Regions from separate parts of the Sus scrofa genome. Here region 2 is linked to region 1. The links are chromatin contacts, called in public HiChIP or PLAC-seq maps. All regions are on one chromosome and are shown on one strand. Each heading gives the region's core, a stretch centred on a gene start, on an enhancer-like site or on the middle of the called end of the contact. The rest is flanking DNA. Distances are from core to core; before and after follow the strand shown. Region 1 overlaps SEC24D (protein transport protein Sec24D). Region 2 overlaps SEC24D (protein transport protein Sec24D).

The links. HiChIP or PLAC-seq counts read pairs in DNA pulled down with a chosen protein or histone mark.
Region 2: an H3K27ac HiChIP or PLAC-seq map of skeletal muscle shows a contact between it and region 1, with 2.3 times the contacts expected there. The contact joins two enhancer-like sites. A contact is called at or near these places in 2 of 47 Hi-C or Micro-C datasets (heart right ventricle and skeletal muscle) and 1 of 2 datasets of contacts at active chromatin or transcription factors (skeletal muscle).

What each region holds. Positions count from the first base shown.
Region 1 is chr8:104,695,809-104,702,365 of Sscrofa11.1, reverse strand. The region is part of intron 2 of SEC24D (protein transport protein Sec24D); the gene reads right to left. The region is part of intron 4 of SYNPO2 (synaptopodin-2); the gene reads left to right. Among named protein-coding and RNA genes, the nearest start is that of MYOZ2, 90 kb to the right of the region's middle. Within about 2 kb of position 2,980, at least 33 of the 83 cell types and tissues checked have an H3K27ac peak or open chromatin away from gene starts, as enhancers often do. A contact at or near this core is called in skeletal muscle, where this site is marked.
Region 2 is chr8:104,955,363-104,961,919 of Sscrofa11.1, reverse strand. It overlaps SEC24D (protein transport protein Sec24D), which reads right to left. Exons shown (of 26, transcript XM_021100700.1): 12 at 6,532-6,557; 13 at 2,378-2,493. Among named protein-coding and RNA genes, the nearest start is that of METTL14, 95 kb to the left of the region's middle. Within about 2 kb of position 3,084, at least 33 of the 83 cell types and tissues checked have an H3K27ac peak or open chromatin away from gene starts, as enhancers often do. A contact at or near this core is called in skeletal muscle, where this site is marked.

The DNA of each region.
Region 1 (6,557 bases), core at 1,731-4,230:
GTTGTCTTTATTTCTGTTAGCCTATTTGCTTTTAACTCAAATGATAGGGCGAGGCCTAACATTTTGCTAGTTACTTACCGTTGAAGGAATATCTGTAATGTATTAGAGCAAGTTCCTCAACACCCACTTTGAGCTGTCATATATTACTATAGCTGTGCTAATTTATACCAGGTAAATTAAGGGAAAAAAGAATAGTGATGAGAAACTCCTCAAATTTTAGTAACAACAATAGGGAAAAATTGTTCCCTCAAATATTTAAATTAAAAAAAAAGTCATCATTGGATTTAGGGAAAGCAAAATGTAACCATTTCTTAAATGGAATCAACCCATGACTGGATTCCACATAAACACCAAGCCTACAGAGGCATCATTTTGCAGTGGGTAAGTGTGTGGACTTGGGTCAAATGCCTACAGCTGAATTCCAAGCTGCCTCTTGCCAACAGGGAGATTTTAGGCAAATAATTCAGCCTTTCTGTGTCTCAGTACTCTCTGCTGGGAAATGGAGAGAATAACAGGCATACCTCACAAATTGTGAAGATTAAAACAAACCAATATGTGTTATGTGTATAGAACAGTGCCTGGCATATAGAAAGCATTCACCATATATTAGCTATTAATATTCTTGTAAAGGGCATCCAATAAACAATAGCTCTATTTCAAAAGCAATAATTAAACAAGTTCTTTTGTTTTTTTTCTGTTAATATGAATTCCAATTTAAAGTATCTAACAGAACTAAAATAGAAAAAGCAGAAGCAGTATCTGAACAAATCTCATATTGACATGAGGAATAATCTATCCCCAGGAGTCTTTTTTGCTGAGAGATCTTTGTTTCTCCTCTACTGTTTCTTCTTACTGAAGTTTATATGTCTATATTCCTCTATATTCAGCCTGTTGGTCAATTTTCTTTTTTGTCTCCATCTATTGTACTAGCATTATTGGAGTGGTATAGAAAAATGAGACGGGGTTCAAAAAGACTGGTAAAAAGTGTTTTTAAAAAAATTTTCAGACTCTACTACAAAGGGACTATGTTCAATTCAAAGTACCGATATTAAAGAGAACGAGTGTGGTACACTTAGCAATATAGAAAGAATTCTTATAGAAAATGCTTATAAATGAAATATATTCTCCAAATAGGATAGTTGGTATCCTGAGCAAGGTTGTAGTAAGATAATTGAAGCTTTTCTAGGCCTAGCACACAGAAAGTGGAACAGTTGGCAACCCAATCCTTAAGGCTACCCATATTCAGGCCTGCAACAGTTGGGGCTCTGACAGAACCTGGCTGGCCTCTGATGGCACAGCAGACAGCTGTTCTTATCCCTCCTCCCCAACACCATCCCAGGACAAAGGGTCAGCAACCTGGCCCTTTTAGAGTAATGGATCCCCTTTCCTGAGAAGCATGATCAGTTTCTACAACCAGAAAAGAGTGAAACCTCTGTCTGAACAGAGCAAACTCTCAGCTTGAAGGGCAAATGATGAAAAACATTTCTCAGAAGCTGAGTGACTGATGTAGGGAGGAACCTAAAATTCCAGCTGCCCTTCAAACCCAGGGAATTTTTGTGGGTTTTCTGGTACTTCTAGAATCCTCTGAGTCAGAAGCAGAAATTAGGACTGATTGTGAAGAAAGAAAAAATCACAACACATTGAGACTCTGAAAATTTTATCAGAATTCAAAATTGCTTTTGTTTCAAATACAGTTAAATTTATTTAGTTCAGTTTTCCTTTTGTGACATTTAATTACATTTTTTTCTTAAAAAGAAAAAAACTAGGTCTCTTTCTTGCATTGCATTAGTTCTTTCTGCTAGCATAACTCAGATTGATAAAGAAGTGTTCACAAAACCATCCTCTAGAGCTAAAAATCACTAAGGAAAAGGCTGGACTGATATAAATAAAATGCTAATTAAAGGATCATACAAACCCTACACAATAAGTTTGTTTTTTAATCATACTTATAGTTTATTGATGGTCTGGACCACTGGACTACTTTTTTTTTTTTTTTTTAATAGCGGTACCCTCAGTATATGGAAGCTCTTGGGCCAGAGTTGAATTGGAGTTGTGGCTGCTGGCATACCCCACAGCCACAGCAATGCCAGATCCGAGCCGTATCTGTGATCTACACCATAAGGTTGGAGCAACACTGGATGGTTAACCCACTGAATGGGGCCAGGGATTGAACCAGCATCCTCATGGGTAGTAGTCAGGTTCTTAACCCACTGAGCCACAATGAAAACTCCTGGACTACTTGTTAATGCTTATCAGTGATGTCAATTATATTCCTTCATGTAAATTTAATAGGAGCTAAATAGATTTTGAATTCTACATTATAAAATATCCAACAAAATGTTACAATCCATTTCAGGTGGTATTACTGAAATAAAGAGCAAAGCAAAATATATCACTTAGAACTTTTGATTTAAAATTTAACACTTCAATTCACTAACTAATGTTATTGCCTTTATATACAGGGATTTAGTGTTAGCAAACTATTGCCCTCAGAGTATCCTAACATATAGTTTTCCAACTTTTGGTCCCAAGGGAAAATTGATTCCCCTTTCCCCAGGGAAATTCTGATTTAGTAGCTCTGGGTGGGGCCCAGGAATTTGTTTTTTATATATATACCCCGGGTGATTCTGATATCAATGGTTGTGAACTGCACTTTGAAAACAACTTTCTAACACACAAAACACTGAAGTCAGGAGTTCCCTTGTGGCACAGTGGGTTAAGGATCTGGTGTTGTCACTGTAGTAGCTAGATTGCTGCTGTGGCATGGGATCGATCTCTGGCCCAGGAACTTCCACATGTGGTGGACGTGGCCAAAAAAACAAAAAACACTGAAGTAGACTTTATTCTTTAAAACTCATGAATAGTTTTCCAGTTCATCCAATCAGGGACAGCCAGAATTGTAAACAGCACCTGCTTTCAAATGCTCTTGATGCCCTGTCTGAAGGAACAGGCCCTGAAGCGCTGATGTTGATGACTTTATTCTAGGGGCCCAGGAGGTGGCAGCAAACTCTCTTCCTGATCAGAGTGCGTCACAGGCAGCCATTCTAAAAACGTGTTGCAAATAATTTGCTTTAAAAAGTCTTCTAAATTTGTTTTTTAAATAGAAGAATAAAGAGGACTTTGAGATGTGATTTTATCTGGCCCTCTGCTTCTAATCAAGCCTGAGAATAAATATTTCTAGGTATAGAATGATACAATTTTATCATCTAGAGACTGTACAAAATTCTTTGGCTGATTTTTCTTATCTCTGGGGAAAGGGATTGTATGACTTCCCTTGGCCGTAGGGCGGTAGAGTCTCTTATCTCCAATCAAAAATGTTCTTACTAATAACAAACTGAAATCTCTCTGGCAGTAATGAAAACATTTTTATTTTGGGATCTAGACTAAAGGAGAATTTTGAAGCACTTTGAATGCTAATTAGCTTTTTTAAAATGAAAACAAATATGATTGTAAAATCCTCAAAACATTTATGGAGCACAGGGAAATATCCCAGTACTTTTGTTTGAACTTCACATTTAAATGAACGAATGGTGTGGTGGATTGACAAAATCAGTCAGAGGCTGCTTAAACCTTAGAGGCTGCTTAAACAGAACAAAGGGAGAGGTGGACCCACTGAGTACAGCTTTGATCCCATTGAGAGTATTGTTTTCAGGCCTTTGATGCACTAAAGTTTATTTCTAAAACAAAAAGGATGGTGAGGTGTCTGGAGGTTCTGTAAGAGGAGATATGTTCGTACATTTACCAGTGGGAGGAGGTAGAAGAGCTGGATATTTGAGGAAGTTTGATATGGATGAGAGATTAAAGGTCTTCATTGGTGAAAAAGAAAAACAGGACTAATGAATGGCAGTTACAAGATAGTAAATTTCAGTTTAACTTAAGAAAGCTTCAACAACTTGGGGGAAGGGATAGAGAAAGAACTAACATACATATTAGAAATTTCAAATGTGTTAAGGGCCTTAATACATGTATTTAATTCACACAACAACTTTATTCCAGCAAGTTCTCCTGCCCTCAGTCATGAGGGGCTCACTATCTCCTATCCAAAGCTCCCAGGTACAGCAATAGGAGAGGGGAAGGGAGGAGAGAAAAAGAAGATGACTCAGTGCTAGATGGAGGGAACTCTGCTCTGTATGGTTACTTGGTCCTTGCCATAACTTCAGGCAAAATCGGGTGCAGGTTGTCAGGCCAAGGCTGTGGTAAGGAGTGGGTAGTCAACAACTGTGGTTGGCAATGTAGATGAATTGTGCCACTCCGCCACTAAATTATCCTCATTTTTTCTAATTGATAAGGAATCTAAAGCTCAGAGAGCTTAAGAAATTGCCCAGAATCACCCAGCCAGTAAGGTGGCAGACTCACCAGGAGAATCCAGGTTTATCTGTTTTCACATCCTGTGCTTTTCCACTGCAATGCCTATCAGGTGTGTTGTAGAAGGAACTCTCGAACCTCATGCAAGCTCGATTGCAGGATCTCTAAAATTTTTTCCATCTCTAAGATTTTATAATTCTATATATAAATAGCTCCTTAAAAACATTTGGGTTTTTAAGTTTCATGAGTATTTTGATGTAGTTCAATGCTTTGAAAAATCAGGGCCAGATTGGGAGCTCCCATAGTGGTCCAAGGGAAATGAATCTGACTAGCATCCATGAGGATGCAGGTTCGATCCCTGGCCTCGATCACTGGGTTAGGGATCCAGTGTTGCCATGAGCTGTGGTGTAGATCACAAACATGGCTCGGATCCAGCGTTGTTGTGGCCGTGGTGTAGGCTGGCAGCTGCAGCAGCTCCGATTTGACCCCTAGCCTGGGAACTTCCATATGCCACGGCCCTAAAAAGACAACCCCCCCCCGCAAAAAAAACCAAAAAAACAAAAAAACAGGGTCAGTTTAAAAGCTCACAAGACAAAATTTGTTCCTTATTATTTTAATTTCCAGAATATTTGAAGAAAGGAAGAGTATCTTAAAATTAAATTTTTTTTTTAGGGCCGCACCTGCAGCATATGGAAGTTCCCATGCTAGGGGATGAATCAGAGCTCCTGCAGCTGCCGGCCTATACCACAGCCACAGCAACGCCGAATCCAAGCTGTGTCTGTCAACCTACACCACAGCTCATGGCAATGCCAGATTCTTAACCCACTGGGCAAGGCGAGGAATTGAACCTGCATCCTCATGGGTACTAGTTGGGTTCCTAACCCGATGAGCCACAACAGGAAATCCTGCAGAACTTAGGAGGTTAGAGAATAATTTTTCTTTCCTTAAAGCCCTGGCTAGAGGATTTGCTTTGGTTCCAATGTCTGTAAAGTGTGATTATAATTCTTGGTATCCTCACACACAGTGCGTCCTGAAAATGGAGAGCACTATGAAACTTGGAGACACCTTTAGTCCTGGGGCAGCCATCAGGCACCCTGAAGTAAGAAAAGGGCTTGCAGTGCTGCAAAGCAGAACTTTTACTGCCCCTTGCTTATGGTTTCACCTGATTCACTATATCTCCATCATGTTAAAATGCACATATTCCATTTTATAAAATTATGTCCCAGGTATTGTGCATTCATACAAAAAGCAAGCTTTTACAAAGAACCATTTTGTATTTATCTTCTTTACTTTCACTATTCAAACTTTATTTTGTTTGTCATTTTTCTTTCCAACTTCTATAATGTTCTACCCACTGTCAACCATGGTCAAAACCAAAATCCTACTTTGTGAATAATGCATAGATGTTTAATTACCAGTGTATTGTGGAGATGCACTATATTGTCAGACTTCATTTTATCTCATCTAGACCACATCTTTTGCAAAGAAAAAAAAATGTACTGGTTTAGACAAGTAATTGTAACATTAAAGTTGCATTTCATGTGGGAGGATTTGACTCACAGAGAGAAACTGTGAGAGCTGCTCCCCCAACTCCCATTCCCCTCAGGCCATTTATTTTTTATTTTTATTTTTTTGTCTTTTTTTTTAGGGCTGCACCTGAGGCATATGGAAGTTCTCAGACTAGGGGTCAAATCAGAGCTACAGCTGCCGACCTATGACAAAGCCACAGCGATGCCGGATCTGAGCAGCGTCTGTGACCTACACCACAGCTCACAGCAACACCAGATCCTTAACCCGCTGAGTGAGGCCAGGAATCGAACCCGTGTCTTTATGGATATTAGTTGGGTTTGTTACCCCTGACCCACAACAGGAACTCAACCCTTCAGGCCCTTTAAATGAAAGAATTGGGAAATAAGTTTCCTCCCAGCTAAAACACACAAAAGCTTTAGCCTAGGCCACTAGGTGTGTGATTCTAGCTGGTCAATGATTGCTGATCTACTAATTATACTTTAAAAGGAACCTACTAGAATTCCCTTCATGGCTCAGTGGTAAAGAACCTTACCAGTATCCATGAGGATGTGGGTTCCATCCCTAGCCTTGCTCAGTGGGTTAACGATCCGGTGTTGCCAGGAGCTATGGGCTAGGTTGAAGATGCAGCTGGGATCCAGTGTTGCTGTTGCTGTGGCTGTGGGGCCAGCAGCTACAGCTCCAATTGGACCGCTAGCCTGGGAACTTCCATATGCCATGGGTCC
Region 2 (6,557 bases), core at 1,835-4,334, 260 kb before region 1:
ATGTTTCCCAAAATATGTTCAAATATTACATTTAAAATTAACAAAGTAATCACCTTTCTTTAATAAATAGTTCTAGGTAATATAGTGAAAAAATCATATAAAGCACTAAAATAAATGTTAAAAATTACGTTCACTGAAAAACATTTAAAAATCTACTCAGGAGTTCCCGTCGTGGCGCAGTGGTTAACGAATCCGACTAGGATCCATGAGGATGCGGGTTCAATCCCTGGCCTCATTCAGTGGTTTAAGGATCTAGCATGGCTGTGAGCTGTTAGTATATGTCACAGATGTGGCTCGGATCTGGCGTTGCTGTGGCTGTGGCACAGGCCAGCAGCTGTAGCTCTGATTTGACCCCTAGCCTGAAAACTTCCATATGCCACAGGTGTGGCCCTAAAAAGCCAAAACAAAACAAACAAACAACAACAACAACAAAAATCCACTCAGTTGAAAAAACTTCTACTTAGGAAAAAAAACATTCTTTGCAATTTTATTCAATACAACATGGACTGGTCCCCTAGCAAATATCTAGGAAAGAAATCCTTGGGTCAGAGGTTGTTTTCTGAGAACTGGGCATTGATTGGGAAGCATTCATTTTTAGAAGGGGAATTAAGTTAAAAGGATTCAGTTTCTTCAAGTCTAAAACATGGTACTTCAGATACAAGCTGAAATCTGAACTGATACCCAAGAAGGTATTTTCAAATCTCTGAAGAATTTTAAAGCCCTGCAAGGTACCTATAATGATGTTACAATCATTATGATATTGAAGAAGGGACATGGCCAAGCCTGGGAAGAGCGACACACCTGCAAACTGATTCGCTCATTCATTCCTCCACATGCACTGATCAGCTGCCTACACTGTGGCAGACACGATGGTAGACGCCATGAAGGTAGCTAGGGCAAGATTCTTGTCCCTAAGGATATCAGAATCTATGAAGAGGGAAAATAGAAGAAGCTTCAAATTCTATGGGGATAATGGCTAAAACAGGTATATGGACCAATTCTATGGGGAAAAAAATCTGAAGATTTAGTAAATGACAACGATGAAGTCAGAGAAACTTTTGTGTATGCAAGCATGCATGCACGCACGCGTGCGCCACACACACACACACACACACACACACACACACACACACACGATAAACTTTCAGCCAGAGATTAGAGAATAAGTAGGGGTTTTCTGGGTGGGATACATGGGAGGATGGAAAGGTAGTTGGGTCAGAAGAGTATCTTAAAGTATGTAGTTGTATGGAGAGTGATGAATTCAGAGTATGGGGGGAAAGAGTTCCACACAACTGAAGATACAGCTGAGGTGGTAGCCTGGGGTCCAACAGTTAACGGTCTTATGAGGCCAGTTAAGTTTCTGAATTTAATTTTTTAGATTAAGGTAGAAGAAAGAGTCTCATAGTAACATTTTTTTCTTCTTCTTTTTCTTTTCAGGTTACATTTTATTTTATTAAACCTGAAAGCTCATTTTTATTGCTCTGAGCAAATGTTTTCTCCTGCAGCAGAGGCCAAAGCATAAATGTAATTTTTAGGTTTCTCTTCAAAGTTAATTCAGTGAACAGCCTCCTGACTGGTCCTTTTGTCACTGCTTGCTGATCTCATCTCTCTTTCCCCTGCCCCTATTCCCTGCCCCCCATATCTCATGAGTTTTCTCCTTAAAAGATAACCACTCTGCTTAGACAACACTTTGGTCCTCTGTTACCTGTGAGACAGTGTCCAAACCCTCTGGAATAAAACCCATAAGAATCTACTCAATCCTACAGAGCTGGCAAATCCTGAGATCTTGCTTGATCTTCCATATCTATATCCTTCCTACCCACCCTGTACTCCTCTAAAATCATTCATCGTGTTTCATTATAGTCTCATGGTTACATGTTAAAGCAAGGAAACCAGAGCCCAGGATCCCAGTCTGCTGAAACAATCTAAGGGAGATTCTGAGAGCCTTACATTACTGAGGTGACAAATGGAGTAGAGAGAGGAGCTACAGAAACATGCCCAGAGTCTTACTGACCATAGTGGCTGAGTTTTTGTCTTAGAAGGGAAGTTTTTCTGAGATGACTGACAAAACAAGTCAGAGGTACGATATGGAACTGCTGCATTAAGAACCTAGCATATTCTATCTGCTAGGGACATAAAATTATTTTATACTTCTGCCACCACTTCTTAGTTTTTAAAAAGATCATTGCAGCGGATGGCCTGGTTGTTAATCATGTTCACAGCCTAGAAGGCTTGATCTGTGTCTTAGGCATTTCTTCATCCTCATGGCACCACAACATGCTTTGTTTGTGAATTAAGAGTTAGTTCATTACAAGTGAAAATTAGGCACTTGTATTTGACATCTGTATATAAACACACAAGTCCTGGGAACACTTACTCTGCAGTAATCCAAAGTAGCAACATATTCATAAGATCCTAGAGATAGCTCTGGCTTCTCGTAGTGGTCCAGTCTTCTTCCAATGTGGTCCAGATGTTGGAAATAGAATGGCGGAACTAACAAAAACAAAATAGGAAAGGAAATATTTTGTTTTTATAACACAGACGATTTAGTCAGTTTTCAAAATTTACTATGGGAAGAAAGGAGTTACTATGAGAAAAAAATATTGTAAAGCTGGAATGCAGTATATTCTAAATATCCATATTAAAAAGCATGTCTTAGAAAGAATGAGGGTTTTCTAAAATATCCTCTTAACCCTTCCACAGTTATTGATGACAAAGAACATTAATGATTTAGATCATTATAGAGAAATAGGGGATAAAAATACCAGTGTTTTTAAATTGTCACAATTGAAACAATTGTCCCTGTTTAATTACCTCTTTTAAAAAGAATTCTGGCTTTTCTATTTAAATTTTCATTGTGCCAGCAAATATACATTGGTTACTTGGACTATACTATGAGCTATAGTATTTATTATCCTTTAATTAAGAAATGTCTTCAGCCATGGGGAGTTTGCATGGTAATCTTTAATGTTTGGGCTTCAGAGCAGAGAGGATTACTGTATTAGGGAAAGACTACACCACTAAGCTCTCGGCCGAGGAACTCTTAATTTGATTCAAATGTCTAAGAAGGTTAGTTCTGGCAAAGACCTGGAAGTCATCCAATAGCACAGAAACACTTATGAGTCACACACTGAACACTTGGACAAATATGGCCTGGTATCTCTGTGAAAACGAACTCCCATTGCCCTGAGATTAATAGGGCTGGCCATTAAACCACTGACAATAGAAGTATCTGAATAAACAGGAATGCTCTGGTTTCAAGCATTTCATAATGAACAACAACTTCATTTGCAAAATAACAGAAGTAATGACTTTTGTTTTAAAACCAACAACTCAGTATTCTTTATTTTTAGCTGTGAACTAACACACAGATTACAACAGGATTTTTTTCTTAGTTTGGACTGAAAATATCACTAAGGCTTGAATTTTTTCCCACTTTCTTATCATCACATAGCCACTTCTTTTTATTTTTTATTATTTATTTATTTATTTATTTAGTCTTTTTGCTATTTCTTTGCGCTGCTCCCATGGCATATGAAGGTTCCCAGGCTAGGGGTCGAATCGGAGCTGTAGCCACTGGCCTACGCCAGAGCCACTTCTTTTTAAACAAGACTCTTAAGTACATACGGATCTCTGAATCTGGAAAATTCAAGGTCTTGAAAAGGTTATGGAAGTGAGAAACTGATGGCCTCAGCTGAGCTAAGAAAACCATAAGAGGGAGTTCCTGCTGCAGCTCAGCGGGTTACGAACCCAACTAGTATCCATGCAGATGAAGATTTGATCCCTGGCCTCACTCAGCGGGTTGAGGATCCGGTGTTGCAGTGAGCTGTGGCGTAGGTCGCAGGCGCAGCTCGGTTCTGGACTTGCTGTGGCTGTGGCATAGGCCAGCAACTGCAGCTCTGATTGGACTTCTAACCTGGGAACGTCCATATGCCATGAGTGCGGCCCTTAAAAAAAAAGGAGAACAGAAGGCTATGAGGGCCTTAAATTGCTATCGTGTTATGTTTAGATGAGTTGGACGATGCATTGGTATTCTAGGATGCATCGGGGTGGTGGCTTCTACACAGCTTCTACAATTTATTTTCATTCACACACCTGCCTATAATATGCGAAAAAAAGTTTCCCCTTAAAATTAATTTTATGTCTGTTAGCATTTATCTGCCATGTTTTATAAACCAGAATTCATGCTCCCCATAAATTATGCACTGCCACATGATACCCATCTTCCAGTGTGTCTTTTGGCCTCATATGCTTCCCACTGTGCAATGTCCGGATACCTTGAAGGGAAACAGAGAGGAGTCACGTAACCAAGCCTGCTGGGTTCTTTCTAACTCCAAATGTGTGCCTTCTTTAAACCCAAATGAAGAATGTAGGTGTCAGTGGAAACCTAAGGGAGTCTGGCCTCCTTGTGGGAGTAAATATTGCAGTCTAATATGAATAACCCTATTAGAAAATGAACATGGCAGCTTCCTAGGAGTGGCTCCCAAGAGAGGGGAATTTTGTGTAGAAGAACTCTGAGTAGTTTTTTTTTTTCCCTACCAGGAAGTGTCAGGACCTTTTAAGGCTTGGAGATGGCACTTCAAGTGTGAGGCCAGAGAGTCATGCTAAACTGAAGATCTCAGATGATCTCAGTGGACAGATCCTTGATAAATTTTTGATCACCCTGCTAAGAAAGTTGAGGGCCTGAGTGAAGACCTTGAGGATCTGGTGACCTTGGTGGAGACATTCATCAAAATGCTTCAGGAGAGGCCTCTGCTGTCTCAAGACTTTTTTCCTCCAAAACCAAAACACAGGGAGGTGTGTGGTCATAGGGTTCCTGAAATCCAGGTCCTGAGATTGTGTGATAGCCCAGGATTTGGTTGCAGGTTTCATCCAGGCTGAGAGATGGAATAAGATCTTCCTTAGAAAGAGAAGTCTGGGGCAGGGGGTGGTGGTGACAGGGAGAACCAACAGAATCCAGTCTCACGAGTATATCCTGTTGGTATTGAGTAGATGCCACAGTCAGAGCAAGCAGAGAGAACTTCCAAGAGGACCATAACCCAGTCTTTGAGATGATGCTGGAAACCAAAGAATCTATTCCACAGCAAGGTATTTTTAAGAAGTGACCAAAGGTCCTCATGAGAAAGCTTTACCCAGTGCCTCGCCAGCACTAGGAGCTGGGCAAAGCCGTGGACTGTGTAAGGGGGCAGGCAAACAATGAGACCAGTCTCCCACCAGAGAAGACTCTTGGGGCTCAGAGGCCATGAACAAGATGACACGGGCAGAAACTGGGTCTGGGCTCCCTTGTCATTAGGGAGCATCCAGCACCCACAGGAGACCTGGCTCCCGGGCAGAGTGCTATGCTTTCCTAGTGCCCTGCAGGGGAGGGTGGTTATGAAGATAAGAAACAGGGTAACACACAAACGCCTCACGCTCTCATAATCATCCCCTGGCTCTGGAAGAACTCTGCAAGTGTAAACGAATGTGGGAATGTTCTCAGCCTCAGAATCTGCTTTATTTGACACCAAAGAACTAAAAATAGAGACATGTTATAAATACGATAAATGTAAGCACTTTTGGCAAGCTGGCCATTTTTTCCAACATCTGCAAATTCATACTGGAATGAAGCTGAAAATACAGCAAATCTGGGACAGTCCTTCGTAAAAATGTTTTCTTCTTTCTTAAACAATCGGACATTCATCTTGGAGGGAAAAAAATTATATACCCGTTAAAGCTCTCAATTATACATGAGCTTTTCCTAAATACCAATGAACTTATATTGAAGAACAGTTCAGAGGAATGGTGAAAGAGGGGGCAGTCTCTCAAGTTTATCTTCTGTCAACATAGATAAATAGAGATAAAAGAAAGTTCTTCTTCATCATTTCCTTGAAAGGAAACCAACCAGAATATACTCAGTTTAGGACATCCGAGCCCCTCTTAGCCTCATATAAATGCCTGAGTCCCACAGGGAAGTTGTTATGTTTCCTATAAAAAAGTAGAGAAGTCACTTCATTTCGCAATTCCTTTCCATAAAGCCTCAGCTGAAGGCAAAATGAAATGTTACCTCTTATGTCTGCAGAAGACAAGACTGAGAGATTGTTCCCTGTCGTGTCATTCCTTTGAGCTACTCTTGAATGTGTTGAGGAAAAGCTAGGGTGTGAGAACTGTAACAGATACATACATGTATACTTTTTTTTTTTTTTTTTTTTTGGTCTTTTTGCCATTCCTTGGGCCACTCCTGCAGCATATGGAGGTTCCCTGGCTAGGGGTCTAATCAGAGCTGCAGCTGCCAGCCTATGCCAGAGCCACAGCAACGCCAGATCCAAGCCGCGTCTGCGACCTATACCACAGCTCATGGCAACGCCAGATCCTCAACCCACTGAGCAAGGACAGGGATTGAACCCGCAACCTCATGGATTCTAGTCGGATTCGCTAACCACTGAGCCACGACGGGAACTCCAGATACATATATTTTTTCCCAGGCCAAGAAATGTAGCTTGTATTCTGTTTACTACAGAGCTGTCCCTGAGCGCATGAGTTGCTGCCACTTACCATCATTCACACAGCTGCAAAATCCA